Linked DNA regions of Sus scrofa: region 1 is linked to region 2. A link is a contact called in public Hi-C data. All regions are on one chromosome and are shown on one strand. Each heading gives the region's core, a stretch centred on a gene start, on an enhancer-like site or on the middle of the called end of the contact. The rest is flanking DNA. Distances are from core to core; before and after follow the strand shown.

Region 1 (7,019 bases), core at 1,479-3,978, 310 kb after region 2:
TTGAGTTTGTCCAAAAAGAACTTAATATTAGTTTAATATTTTTTAATGTGTTTGGAAACATAAGAGGAATTTTTGAAAAATAAAAAAAATTGAAAACGATCCACTCCAATGTAAAGTATAACAAAATTCATGTCAGTAAAGTTTCCTTATCATTAATATTTTGGGTTTTTTTTTTTAATCAATTATATCTAGTACTTTTGTTGAAACCCTTTGTCAGCTATATATAATTCTCACATAAATCCCATGCGATGTGCCTTTGTAGTCTGATTTTACAGACTTTACAACTCAGAGAAGTTAAAAATACCTTTCATGTCAGGCAGCAAACAAACAGCAGAGTGAGGACTTAAACCCAGAGCTGTCAGATTCTAAGGCTTGTGGGTGGCAAAATGCAGCTTTCTACTTGTGCCCATGTCGTCTATTCTGGAGGCAAAGTCAGGCTTGTTTATGTATTTTGTACTTCCTAGGACAGTTTTAGTTAAAAACTGCTACAGATAAAAGATGACATTAATTCTAACTTTTAATGCATTTTTTTTTGCTTTTTTTTTTTTTTTTTTTGCTTTTTAGGGCCACACCTGTGGCATATGGAAATTCCCAGGGTAAGGGTCAAATTGGAGCTACAGCTGCCAGACTATTCCACAGCCACAACACCCCCAGATTCGAGCTGTATCTGCAACCTATATACCAGAGCTCATGACAATGCCAGATCCTTAACCCACTGAGTGAGGCCAGGGATCAAACCCACGTCCTCATGGATACTAGTCAGATTCATTTCCATTGAGCCACAACAGGAATTCCCCAATTTTTAATATATTTAAATAAATTAGAATGTCAGCTTTTCTGCTCATAATCCTTCCCCAGTCCCAACTGAACTTCTGTTTTCCACAACCAAACATCTGAAATATTTTGTTTTCTCCAGTTCTATATTCACTAGGGGTTCATTCACTTATCCACTCTTTAATGCAGCAAATATTGATGGTACTCTTACTATATACAGACATTTTTCTAGGTGCCGAGAAAACATGAAATGTTTATGTTTGAATGAGAGAGAGAAAAAATAAGAAAATACCTGCAATCATAATTACAGGTAAGGTTAAATAATGATAAATGCTATGAAGAAAAATAAAATGGGGTAAGGAAAATAATAATAACAAATTTTATTGAAAACATATCAGAAGTGTCAGACACTGGTCTAAGCACATTACGTAGATTAATTCATTGAATTCTCACATTTAAACTCTATGTGATAGATATTGTATTTATGGTGGACTGGAGATGGCAGCAAATTATTAGCTATTCCTCAAATTGAGAGGTGGGCTTGAATTTAGCTCCTTTTGAAATCTGAGCTGGCCTTGGTGCCTTGCTTAATGAGTAGAATGTGGTAGAAGAGACAATAGACTAGGTCTGAGGCTAGCTTTTAAGTAGACTGGCAACTTCTGCCTTGTTCTCCTAGAGCCTGGATCTGCCAGGTAAGAAGTCAGACTCAGGCCTCCATGCAGTGGGAAAGCCCAAACCCCAAAGAGAAGTCAGGTGTAAACTGAACCCCGAGTGAGTTCATAGCCTGTAATCAGCATGCAAAAGAGACAGTGTTGAATGGCCAGCCCCCAATGACTCCAGCTGCTATCTAACTGCACTGGAATGACAAACCTCAAGTGAGAACCACCCAAAGGAGCCTAGACCATCCAAGGAAAAGCGAGATATAATAATAGAATGGTTGTTTTGAACCACTAAATTTGGTGATGTTTTGTTATGCAGCAATGAACAATTGGAACAATTCTGTCTTCATTTTACAGCATGGTAACACCAAGAAAGAAGTGTTATGCAATTTTCTGGCCAAATGGTAGAATCTGAATTCAAATCCACACAGACTGACCCCTAAGCACCCTTTTAAATTCCACCCTATATAGTCTTACCCCTAGAGAGAGATCAGCTTTCCAAGGGTACCCCTGCTAAACTTGGGAGCTGCCGATTAGCTTACTTTGATTTTCTCCATTGAACCAGAGTGGTTAAAACTCAGGGCACACTGCCATTGGAATATGACTGCCCAGCTGGAGTGCTTTTGCCAGGGAATCTTGTGGTGTCCTTGAGCCAGAATTATTATGTCGTCTATGACCTTTTATGGATTGGAATCTTAAGAAAAAAATAAGGAGGATGTGGAAGAGATTGACCTGTGCTAATGTATAATCCTTTCATTGTGTTGTAAAATTAGGAGAATTATTCAAGTGCAAATAAGAAATTGCACGGCATTTCGATTAAAGAAAAGGAGCATGAAGTAATTTTGTTAAATTAAAAGGCAAATCATTGCTACGAAATCAAATTTCTCGGCATCCAAATATGTACATCCCTTGTCTAATACATAGAACTGATATTCGGATGGGAAAGGAGTAACCGGATGTCTGCAGCGTGATAGCAAGGCAGCTAGTCCCTGAGCCAGATGTGCCTTCCTCAGCAAGAAAGGACAGATAAAAGTACAATTCGCCAAGCAAGCCCATTTCCAAAGAAGTTTTTTTCCTTAGGGTATTTACGGCTTAATTGAGTTGTTTCCATTCTGAAGACTTATACTCAAAAATGGAACAGCTCTTGATAGCTCAAAGGAAAGAACTTCATAGATGCTGCTGCAAATTTCCACCCCCTCAAGGCTTCCATGGGAAACTCCTGGTACTCTTGAAACTTTCCTGTCAGACTATTACACAATCCAGGGCCTTTTCCAAGCAGGAAATATGATGTTCCAAAGACAACTTGACTTCCTGTTTGAAAATGGGGGTGGGAGGTGGGGTGCGGAGACAAAACAGGCATGGTCTAAGTATACTTAATTCATAGACCCACTCAAAATACAAACAAGTTAATTTTGTTAAGGACGCACGCTAACATTTCACTTAAGACAAAATCCCAATCATTTAGTCTTCTCTAGAGTACTTCTTCTGCATCCTTGAGTTTTTAAAAGTTCAAGTGTTGCATAAAAAATCAACATAATTACAGAAAGCAGTCCTCAAACAAGAATATCCTGTTTTGTTTCCTGCATACTCACTGGGGTGGCTCATCTGAATCCTTGACAACATCCAACTCCAAGAAGAAAACATCAAGACTGCTTGCTGATCTTGGTTTTACATACAGCTCCTCAGCAGTAGGGCGGTTGGCCCCAATGTGTAAGCCGACAATCGCCCTATTGTTTACTTTCCAGTCAGAAAAGCGATGCTGCTTTTCTTCACTGTGTATGGTCTCTATAATCCTAACAGTCATGTTCACTCAGCAGTAAGCCCAAATATATGTTTCCCAGAGGAGTTTCAAATACATAAGATAGATTAGCATCTCTGTGGCTTGATGCAATCTGTGACAGATTCAACAGTAATAAACATTTTAAAGTGTGGTCAGTACTAAATTATTTGCTGAAGAACAATTTTGTTCCTGAGGTAGAAAAAAAAAAAAAAATTAGCAATCACTTTTGGGTAGTAAATACACTGGCTCAGGGAATAATACAACATTCCCGAACCTCTTGCCCTCTTGGCATTTCATTCTGTGTTAAGGGAGGAAAAAAGCCCAATTGTGTGCTGATGAATTAGAAAACTTCATGAACAGTCAAGAAATACACATGCCACTACAAATTAACCATTAGCAGGGCAAGGTATTCATCTCTCTGTCAGATTCTGTGGGAAGTATGCCTTATTAGCATTGAAGCCCAAAGAAGTAATATAACAGTCTACATTTACTTATCCTACAAAAAAAAAAAAAAAAAAAAAAAAAAGATAGGCAATCTCAGTTCTGGAAAAATAAATAGTGTTTTTCTTCCCATCCCCATTTAAATCCTAAAATGGAAAATCACCAAATGAAATCCTATTTCTCCAAGGCCTCCGTGTTTACAAAGGGATGCGGTTTTGCATTTTAAATCAGTTCTATCATAACCCTGAAAGTGATCACAGGGCTGCTAATTCTTGGTCTCCAGTTTCCAACCCTCCCCCACTTTACAACTTTGAATTTGAATAGGACCAGAAGACTCTCGGGGGCCACACTTGTGGCCCTTGAGAAGCAGCCTCTCTCTTGCTTTCAGCTGGTTTCCTGGCATGTTTCATGGGGATTTGTGGTGAGTGGCAGCTCTGGAATCACTTTTCATTCTGTCAGGTTGTGGTTAGGCTTAGTGGGGTTTCTTTGTTATACTGGCCACTACTAGTCAATTCCCTTGAAAATATCTGGTTTTCTCTTTTTACCTTAAAGGAAGGAAAAAAAGAAAAAAAGCAGCAGCTCCGAGACTCCCCATCTTTTTCCCAAAACACAAACACAAAACAAACACGGATATCCCTTGGAAATCCTGGAGGGAGATGGAGAAGGGGGAGAGGCCCAGATGTTCTCAACATCCCAATTTAATTTTGATGTCAGACTATAAAAGATCTTGGAAGGGCCCCATTTCCCGTACCTGTTCTGCTGACATGCTGTTTTAGTAAAGAATCAGGGATACATTTGACTACCACTTTTTCATGTTAAAACAAAATCAACCAAACAGACAACATGGATTTGGGGAGCATAGTGTTTCTTTTCCTTTTGGAAAACCCTGGGAAATAAGAAGTGAGTACCAAAAATTAGCAAAATAAAACAAACACTGAGGAGGGGGTTCATGGACACAGAGGGAGATTTGGCACTTTCAGCACACATTCTCCAAAGCCAGAGTTTTGTATTTCATGAATTAGGTTGGGAGGAAAAAAGCGAACATAAGGGTGCCAACAGTTTATATTGCCAAGTTACGCTATTTAAAACAACAACAACAAAAAAAAAAACAAACCAAAAAAACTTACTTTGAAATCTGACATCATTTCTTAAAAGAAAGGACATGTTAACATCAGTGGGGGGTGAGAGGAAGGAGAAAAGCTGTAATCTTAGAATACAAGACAGGGCTTTTAAGAATGAAGAACAGGCAGCTTGTACCCCGACATGCCACAAAAGGCCTTCAGAATCAGCCAGTTCCTGCAACACGCCAAGTCCCATCCCACCACAGTGCCTTTGCGTCTGCTGTTCCTCTGACTGGAAATCTATTCTCTGGGACCCTGGCAGAGCCCTCCACTCAGATTCCAGTGCGAGGCGTAAGATTTCTCTAACCACAGCGTTTAAAGCCCCCCTCCCAGGGCTCCATGCTGGCAAACCCTCTCTTTCCCCACCTGCCTTCCTCTCCACTTTCTTACTTTGCTGTAATCGCTGTCTGTACGCCCTACCACCTGACAGTATATCCTCATTACAATGTAAAATCCACGAGGTCGAGGGCTTCATATCCTCTGTTTCTCTCTTTTCCTCCACTACCTGAAACATTGCCTGGTACTTGTGAGCTATTCAATACAGGTTTGCTCCACTTCTATTTGTGGATAATTCCATAATCCTTATTTTTCTCATTTTATTGTGAACAAGGAAGAACATCTGGGGTGCCTGCCCTGTGTGGTATATGGAAACCATCGTTTTAAGAAAGAGATTGAAGAGTCCTGTAGGTATAGACCAGGGCACAGCTGAACGAAAAAGATATTTAGTGCATTCTTTACTGCAGCTGATATTAAATAGCAGGAGTGAGGATCATGTTTTTTTAGGACTGGCAACAAACTGTTAACAGGCTGAAATCTGGCCAGACTCCTGATATAAGGATAAGGGATATTTCTGAAACAGACTTAGACTGTATTTGCACCCTCTTCCTCCTTCCGCAAATTATGAAATTATGTAGATTAGGCATGGCTCCTTAGCACTTTCTGAGAATTGTGTATACATTTTTCTTTAAACGATAAGAGAATGTTTATCTACTATCAGAGTGCAAATATCTATTGCATAAAAACAAAACCAAAACAGCAGCCTCCAGATAAAAATACAATTAACTATATAGTCTCTCACAATTATTCACTACAAAGTATTGGAACCAAGAAGTCAGGTTCGCAAACAGATCTCACTACCAAGAAGAGTGGTTCGTTGTAGAAAAAGTTGCTTTTGAAATGCATTATGGATAGTTCACAGATATAGATAGTAGGTTTCAAAACTGTATGTTCCAAATTTTTGTGCCATCTGCAGTCCTGGGTAGGTGGTTCAGATGTTCAGATTTTTTTTCCTGAAAAAAAACATCTCTTACTTATAGGCATGTGGTGCTCATTTTGGCACAGAGTTTTTTCCCCTTATCCTTTTTTTTTTTTTTTTTTAAATGTTGTCTTGCTGTCACACTTCTGAATAACAGTAACATGTAGTAATAAGATGGTACACGAATAAGTGAGGTCTGGTAATTGGTGATGAGAATGAAAGTTTAGAGTACATGAGTGGTGTGAATATGTGTTTGTGTGGTGTATCTATATGATAGGGTCAACATAAATTGGTTATTATAGTGAGGAGGATGAAATTAATGGAAGCTGTAAAAATGTAGATCACTTGATATTCCCTCCATTCCCTCTCTCCCTCTCTCCCTCATTCCTTTATGCTACAGAATGAAATGGAGCTGGAAGATCTAGAAAGCCTCTACTGATTAATCCATCATATTTTGACAACTGAATTCCCAGAAACAGAGTATTAGACTTTCATACGATGTGAGGTTTTGACTGGAATCTTTTGAGTCCGAGCCTATGAAGTACAGAAAGAAGGACCACTCCGTGGTGGGTCCTCAATTAACGGTAGCTTCTAGGTAGTGTCTATTTATTGCCCACATAAGAAACCAAGGATTTCAATGTCTGACTCGCCAGTTCCACTGTCTCAATGTACCTCAATTGCTATGCCAGAGAATGATTTGCAAGAATTAATGACTAACAGCCATTGTGCAGACTTTACACTGAAGGTGAAGAATAAAAATAAATGGTTTTGAAAAAAATCAGGAAAGTAAGATTTTTGGGCCATCACCCAACTGATAAATTTGTCTTCTTTTAGGATTGTATATTATGAAGATTAAAAAGAAAACTGAGGCTTAACTATATTGATATTTGAAATAAAAACATTCATTTATTTTTGAAAACTGTCCTAGCACAATGGTAGAGGCAGTTATTTTTGGTAAAAGTGGATTGTGGACAGAGTAGCTGGCAAAA
Region 2 (6,780 bases), core at 319-2,818:
TCTAATTCAGGGAATAGTTTACAATTAATTTTGAAAAAAACATATCCATTTTGGAGTTCCCGTTGTGGCTCAATGGATTAAAAATCCAACATAGTGTCCATGAGGATGTAGGTTTAATCCCTGGCATCACTAGTGGGATAAGAATCCAGCATTGCTGACATGCTGAGGCATAGGTTGCAGATGTGGCTCGGATCTGGCATTGCTGTGGTGTAGGCCGGCAGCTGAAGTTCTAATTCGACCCCTAGCCCAGGGACTTCCATATGCCATGGGTGTGGCCCTAAAAAGAAAAAAAAAAAAAGAGAGAAAGAAAATAAAAAATATATATCCATTTCACTCTAGACCACAGAATAAATTTCAGTATTAATAATGTATGGTACTACTAATAAGATAATAAGCTTGACCTCCCAGGGATTTTGGGATACATCTTTGTGGACTTGTCTTTTTTTGTTGTTAGTTTTTACTGGATTTTGCTTAAGAGACAGGGGTGGGGCAGGGAGCAGTCTAGTGGATGAATAGTAATCAAGCACTATCTATGTGTCGGATATCATGAAGACATTTTAATGTTACTTCATTTTAGAGCCAGCATTCAGCTGGTGAGCCCTGGCAAGGCTTGCTGGTAGTTTATGGCCAACATCTGTTCTGATGTATTGGTGCCCAAGCCCAGCAATTTACACATTACTAAATATTTTAGTGTTACTCATACTTTATTTCATTCTCCAGATAAACTTTAAGGGAGACAGGAACACAGGAAGCTTGAGACAGAGAAACTCTTCAGGCACCCCTGGTCCTGACTTTGCCAGTTCCTCCCCATTCTGCCTAGAGGAGGTTTTCTTGCTTGGGCTAATTTTGTTCTAGAATGGGGAAAGCCTGATGTCTGTAAGCATTTTCTTACATGGAAATGCCTAGACCGTGAGTATAAATTCTTCCAGAGTGGCCAGTTTGAGTTTAAAAAGTGTATTTTTCAACTCTGGCAGTAGTGTCCCTGGCAGCTGTGTGGCCCATAGAGAAGCCAAGGAGGCAGAAAGCCAAGCCAAGGTATGCTGGGTCTGCATGCATCTGTTCTGAAACAAGCAGCCACCTGGGTCCAGGTAGAATCCACTTTGGTATTATTGGCTAAATACATTGGGGAAATGGCAAGTGTGAATGTAATGTCTTTCTACCCATCTGTAACCAATCTAAAATGCTGTACGTCCTATGATATATGCAAAAATCATGACAAAGAAAGGTTAACTTTGTTTCTCTGGGAAAGTAAAGGTTACTTCTCACGGTAAAAGAAGTATTGGAAGATGTGTCTTTAAGACTCTAAAGCCTTACTATCTTATTTTAATTTTCTTTTAGCTGGAAAACTTTTTCCTCTGAAAATAATCTTATGTAGCGCCTAACATATTAATAATAAATAAGCATGTCTGCTCTGATTAAAGCAAGATAAAGGCCAAGAGCTCATTCTCAGTTACGCCCACATCACCGTTTTTACCAGCTCTCGAAGTACCTGCACAAAACTCAATGCTGTGTTCCTAGGAGTAGAGTTGAAAAAACATTGACTTACAAAATGCTGCCACCCTCAGACCCACTCTGTGTCGTTCACCTTGGTAAATGATTCATTTAACAAACATACTGTGTAACTATTGAGTGCCAGACCCTAGGAATACAAGGATAAATAAATAGTGTCTGCTATCAAGAAGCTCGCAGTCTGAGGGAAGAGAAAACAAACCAAACAAAAAATCAAATAAAAATAAAACAAAAACAACCACTGATACTGAGCCTTTCTGTATCAATTCTCAGAACTGTAAAAAAAATAGGAATGCTCAGCCTTCAACAGATGGGGAAACTAAAATCAGAGAAGTTAAGAGGCTGCGTTGTCATGTATCCCTTGAATAAGGAAATAAAGATTACCATCTCAGGGATGCCAAAACCCTGGCTCTTTTTCCTGTAGAATGCAGCCTCCAGTTTATTGTAACTCTTTAACAAAGTATGCACATTTCACCACAGGTTTAAATTTAAAATGCAAATCACTTAAACAAGCAGTTAAAAAAGCCCAGCGAACCCTCCAGATTAAATCATTAAAAGCATTATCATAATAATACTGCCTTACACAACCACTTTTATTGCACACCTGTTATCTCCTTTCTTTCTCACAACAACTCTGAGAGGTGGGAAGGGCAGTGGATATTATTATTTGAATTTCACAGAAGGGGAGGTAAGGCTGTGGGCTATTAATCCTGTAAGTAACATGGTAGGAGTGAAATTTACTGGCCTAAAGAAAAAAATAAACTTTCTTGCAATCACTATCTCTAACTAGCTGTGAGACTATTGGAAAGTCAGCTAACCTTTTTAGGTCACCATTTGCTTGCTGGTAAAAGCAGAAGGTCCAGATAAAAGCAGAGGGTCCAGATCTTTCATCTTTAAGTTCAGGGCCCTTGAGTTCTGACACACGATGAATCTGCAAGCTAGAATATGGCTTTGTCAAGAACAGAATCCACCTTCTATTCTAAAGTTTTCTAGGGTTTCATGCTGCTTGTTAATACAAAGTTGTATGGAAACATCCTGGTTTCCTGGGCATAAAATTTGATCATAAAACAATTAAACTTTTAATCCAATCTATTTTAAATTCTAATTAGACCATGCTGATTGAAAAGTAGGTGACTAGTTCTTGCTGTTAGAAGCTAGGAACCTACATGTAAAGTCAAGTGGGTGGAGGAATACTGGAGAAAATCTAGATGAATCTAAAATGAGAGACACAGAGAAATGATAACATTATGTGGCTGCATTATAGACTTCCTGGCCAGAAGGATGCTTTTCTAGTGCAGATCACAAGATTATCAGGGCAGCAACATATCTTAGTGTTAGGGACTTCAGTCTTGAATTATCGGCAGAAATTCTCATTCCTCGGAAAGCAAAACACTGACAATTTCTTGACTGGCCTTGCTGATAATTTCATTTCCCAGAAGGCAGAGTAAGCAGTAAGGGGAACTCCCACTCTGAACCCAATTCTGACAGAAACCAGTAGGTAAAATGGAAATGATTGGAACCTTGAGGAAAAGCAACCATGCACTCTTGGAGTTTGATTTAAGCAGTGTTCTGCCTATGCAAACACAAATGATTCTAATGAGCAAGAAAATGGGGAGGAAACTAAAGAAACCAGTGTGATGCAGAGGGACCTACTGACAAGCTCTGAATTTCAAACAGCATGTGCAAAAGATGGTTAAAGGAGACCCCTAATCAAGCACAGATATGTGAAGGTAGCATAGACCTATAAAAATATCATCAGTAAGACTAAAGCACAAAATGAGCTGGGACTTGTGAAAGATACTAAAGAGAAACAAAAATGATATCCTTATCATGACAGGAGGAAGAAAATCCATACAGGAGCAGACCCATTTTAAAAATCTGAAACCATAAAATTCATTCATGAAAAGTAGAAAGCAAAATGTCTTTATTCCTTTATATTCCTTCCCTGCTGGTTCATGCATATCTCTGCTTACATGTCACCTCTTCACAGAGAACCCTGACCACGCTTTCTAAAATAATTCTCTCTGAGGAGTTCCCTGGTGGTGCAGTGGGTTAAGAATCCTGTGTTGTTGTCACCACAGGGGCTTGGGTTGCTGCTGTGGCATGACCCCTGGCCCAGGAACTTCCACATGCTGTGGACGCAGCCCTCCTTAAAAATTAAATAAATAAAACTATGCTCTCTGACATTCTCTAATCCTTAAACTTTTCATTCCTCTAATCACTGCCCGACCGCCATTATTTTACATACTTAGGCAATCACTATCTTCTGCATTAGGATGTAAGCTCTGTGAGTACAGGGACTCGGGTTTGTTCAGAACAGTATTCCAAGGACCCGTATGTACCAAGTACTATTCCAGAAATAGTTGTTGAATGAATGAAGTCAGACCACTAGCCACTGGCTAAAAATGGAAAAACAAAATGGACAATGGGCTGATAACACAGATAATGTTGAGTACCTAGGAGGTGTCATATACTCAGTATTTATATGCATTCACTTATTAAATCATCACAGCCACTCCATAAAGTATGCATTATATCAGGGTGAATACTTTGTCCCAGATCCTACAACTAAAGAAGTATAAAGCTAGGATTTGAGCCAAGATAGTTAAGTCCGCGGTCTGAGTGCTTCACCTATGAGACCCTGACGAGTCTATTGACAGTATGTCTCTTGACCTCTCTGAATTGTTACCAGAGACTTCTAAATGAAATGGCATATTTAGCTGATTACCTTTTGAGAAAAGAGAGTAGAGGGGATAAGAGAAGAATACTTTATGTTCAAAAAATGGCAGAGTCCGCAAAATTCAGATCCACGAAACTGATGTTACATCAGGGAGAATAGCCTAGATTATACTTATAAAAGACAATTTTGTGAGCATTTAAAAAAAATTGGTTATTAGGAAAACACGTAAATTCAACAAGAACAAGCTATTCAGCCCAATTTTATATGTTCTATAAAGTTAATAAACCAGTAAATCAAGGCACTATATATAGATACCTGGATCCTAGAAAGTCATTTAATAAAGTCTTTCTTTATATCCTTGTGGGTCAGATAGAAAAATACAGGTTTAGGGATAGTACTACTATGTGTTTTTATAGCTGGCTGAATGATTGCACCCAATGGCAATTTTCGTGAATCTGTGTCAGCCCAGAGGAAGGTTTATCAAGGCCTTTGTCTCTGGCCTTGTCTGATGAGAAACATATTTATCAATGACTGAGATAAAACTATAAGAAGGCATTCCTATTAAAAATTAGTTACATGAGATAAGGAAGGTGAGTAAATGCATTGGATTACAAGATCAGGATCTGAAATTCTTCAAAACTAAAAGATGAACAAAATCTAACGGTATATAATTTGGTTGGAATAATTATGAGATCCTGCCTTGGGATCAAAACACTAACTGTCTAAATTCTATTTGAGGGTTATGTGACTTAGTAATAGTACTCATGGGAAAAAAAGAGGAGCTTTGCCTGGCAGTGAATTAATGGCATAATATGGTTACAAGAAGGGTGAGGAGTAGGAGAAAGAAAAGGAGGAGGAGAGGAAAGCAAAGAAGGAGAAAGCAAAAGATGAAGAAGAGATAATGTGGCTGCATTATTAAATGTAAGAAGTACATAGGACAATGGGGGACATAATCCAACTCTAGTTTTGAGCTGTTCAGATTATCATGCTCAGTTCTGAGAGCAAAATTTTAAGGCAGATATGAAGAAAAGATTAGAAAACTTTCAGTATTTAGCAGCTTGCAATGGTAAAGGGACTTAAAATAATCTCCTATGAGAAAAGGCTGAAAGGACAGAGGAACTTTAGCCTGATTTGATAGCAATATCTAAATTGTATAAACATAATAATTTGATTCATTTTTCATCATTTATTATTCTCTAGGCACTGTGCTAATCATTTTTTTTGAATTTTTTTCTTTTGCTTTTTGTTCTTTTTTATTACTCAAATGAATTTATTACATCTGTAGTTGTATAACGATCATAACAATCCAGTTTCGCAGGATTTCCATCCCATAACCCAAGCACATCCCCTCACCTCCCAAACTGTCTCCTCCAGAGACCATAAGTTTTTCAATGTCTGTGAGTCAGCATCTGTTCTGCAAAGAAGTTCAATCTGTCCTTTTTTCAGATTCTACATGTCAGTGAAGAAATTTGATGTTGGTGTTTTACTGTATGGCTGACTTCACTTGGCATGATAATTTCTAGGTCCATCCCTGTTGCTAAAAATGCCAGCATTTCATTCCTTTTAATGGCTGAGTAATATTCCATTGTGTATATGTCACATCATCTTGATCACTCCTCTGTCAATGGACATTTAGGTTGTTTCCTGTGCTAATCATTTTATATTAGTGAATGCTAGCCACAACCCCAAGAAGTAGGTTCTAGTTATAGATTAGAAAATTGAGGCTGAGGAAGAGAAAGTAGCATAACCAAGGCAATGAACACTAGCAAGTGATAATGCTTGAATTTGAACCCCAGTCTTTCTCCAGTGCTGCCCACTTATCCTCTACAGCAGATTTTCCCCCATATAGATGGAAACTAAATTGTTTTGTATGGGTATATTTATATTGATAAAATTATATAAAATAACAGAGAATAAAAATTATTTACAGTAAAACCTCTCAAAATAGATATATCAAAATTTAAAATGTGGTTGTTTTCAGTACTCAAATATGGCTATTTTCTTCATTTATCTACTTCTTTTAATAGTCCAGATCTTCTTTACTAGGACTACCCTAATCTTAATCCTAATTACATAAAAATATTACCTATATTTTTTTGAGTTAAAAATTTATTATAGGAAAGAAAGATTAGCTTTATTCCAAATGGCCCAAAGAGACTAAATTAGGATGTAATGAAGTTTATTTCTGTTTAAAAACAGAATCTCTTCTCGTCAGACTGTTCAAAGATAAAATATCTTGATAGAGGAAATCATGACTTTCCTATTCAGGGAAATGCTAACTCAAGTCAGGAAACACTAAAATTGTATTGTCCTGTGTGGTTAAAATCACAATCTGAAGGATCCACGATGTTAGAAATATAAACCAGGAAAAAATAGGCCAAGGACTAGGTAGTTAGTTAATATATCACTTTACACTGAGGTATTTTCAGTCCGCTTAAGGGGCCTTATTTTACAAGTGATTTTAATAAAATATTTGTGTAATGAATACGTCAATGTATACATTTAGAATAGAAAAAGTAGGAGTTCCCATTGTGGCCCAGCGGAAATGAATCCGACTAGGAACCATGAGGTTGCGGGTTCCGAGCCCTGGC

Evidence for each region. Hi-C and Micro-C count contacts between places; a contact is called where the count stands out from the background.
Region 1: a contact with region 2 is called in a Hi-C map of epiblast stem cells, with 1.9 times the contacts expected there. The contact joins two enhancer-like sites. A contact is called at or near these places in 3 of 47 Hi-C or Micro-C datasets (epiblast stem cells, fetal heart ventricle and heart right ventricle).

The regions. Positions count from the first base shown.
Region 1 is chr6:132,244,358-132,251,376 of Sscrofa11.1, forward strand. All of the region lies in intron 3 of ADGRL2 (adhesion G protein-coupled receptor L2), which reads right to left. Among named protein-coding and RNA genes, the nearest start is that of ADGRL2, 120 kb to the right of the region's middle. Within about 2 kb of position 2,729, at least 11 of the 83 cell types and tissues checked have an H3K27ac peak or open chromatin away from gene starts, as enhancers often do. A contact at or near this core is called in epiblast stem cells, where this site is marked.
Region 2 is chr6:131,935,148-131,941,927 of Sscrofa11.1, forward strand. The region is part of intron 6 of ADGRL2 (adhesion G protein-coupled receptor L2); the gene reads right to left. Among named protein-coding and RNA genes, the nearest start is that of ADGRL2, 430 kb to the right of the region's middle. Within about 2 kb of position 1,569, at least 1 of the 83 cell types and tissues checked has an H3K27ac peak or open chromatin away from gene starts, as enhancers often do. A contact at or near this core is called in epiblast stem cells, where this site is marked.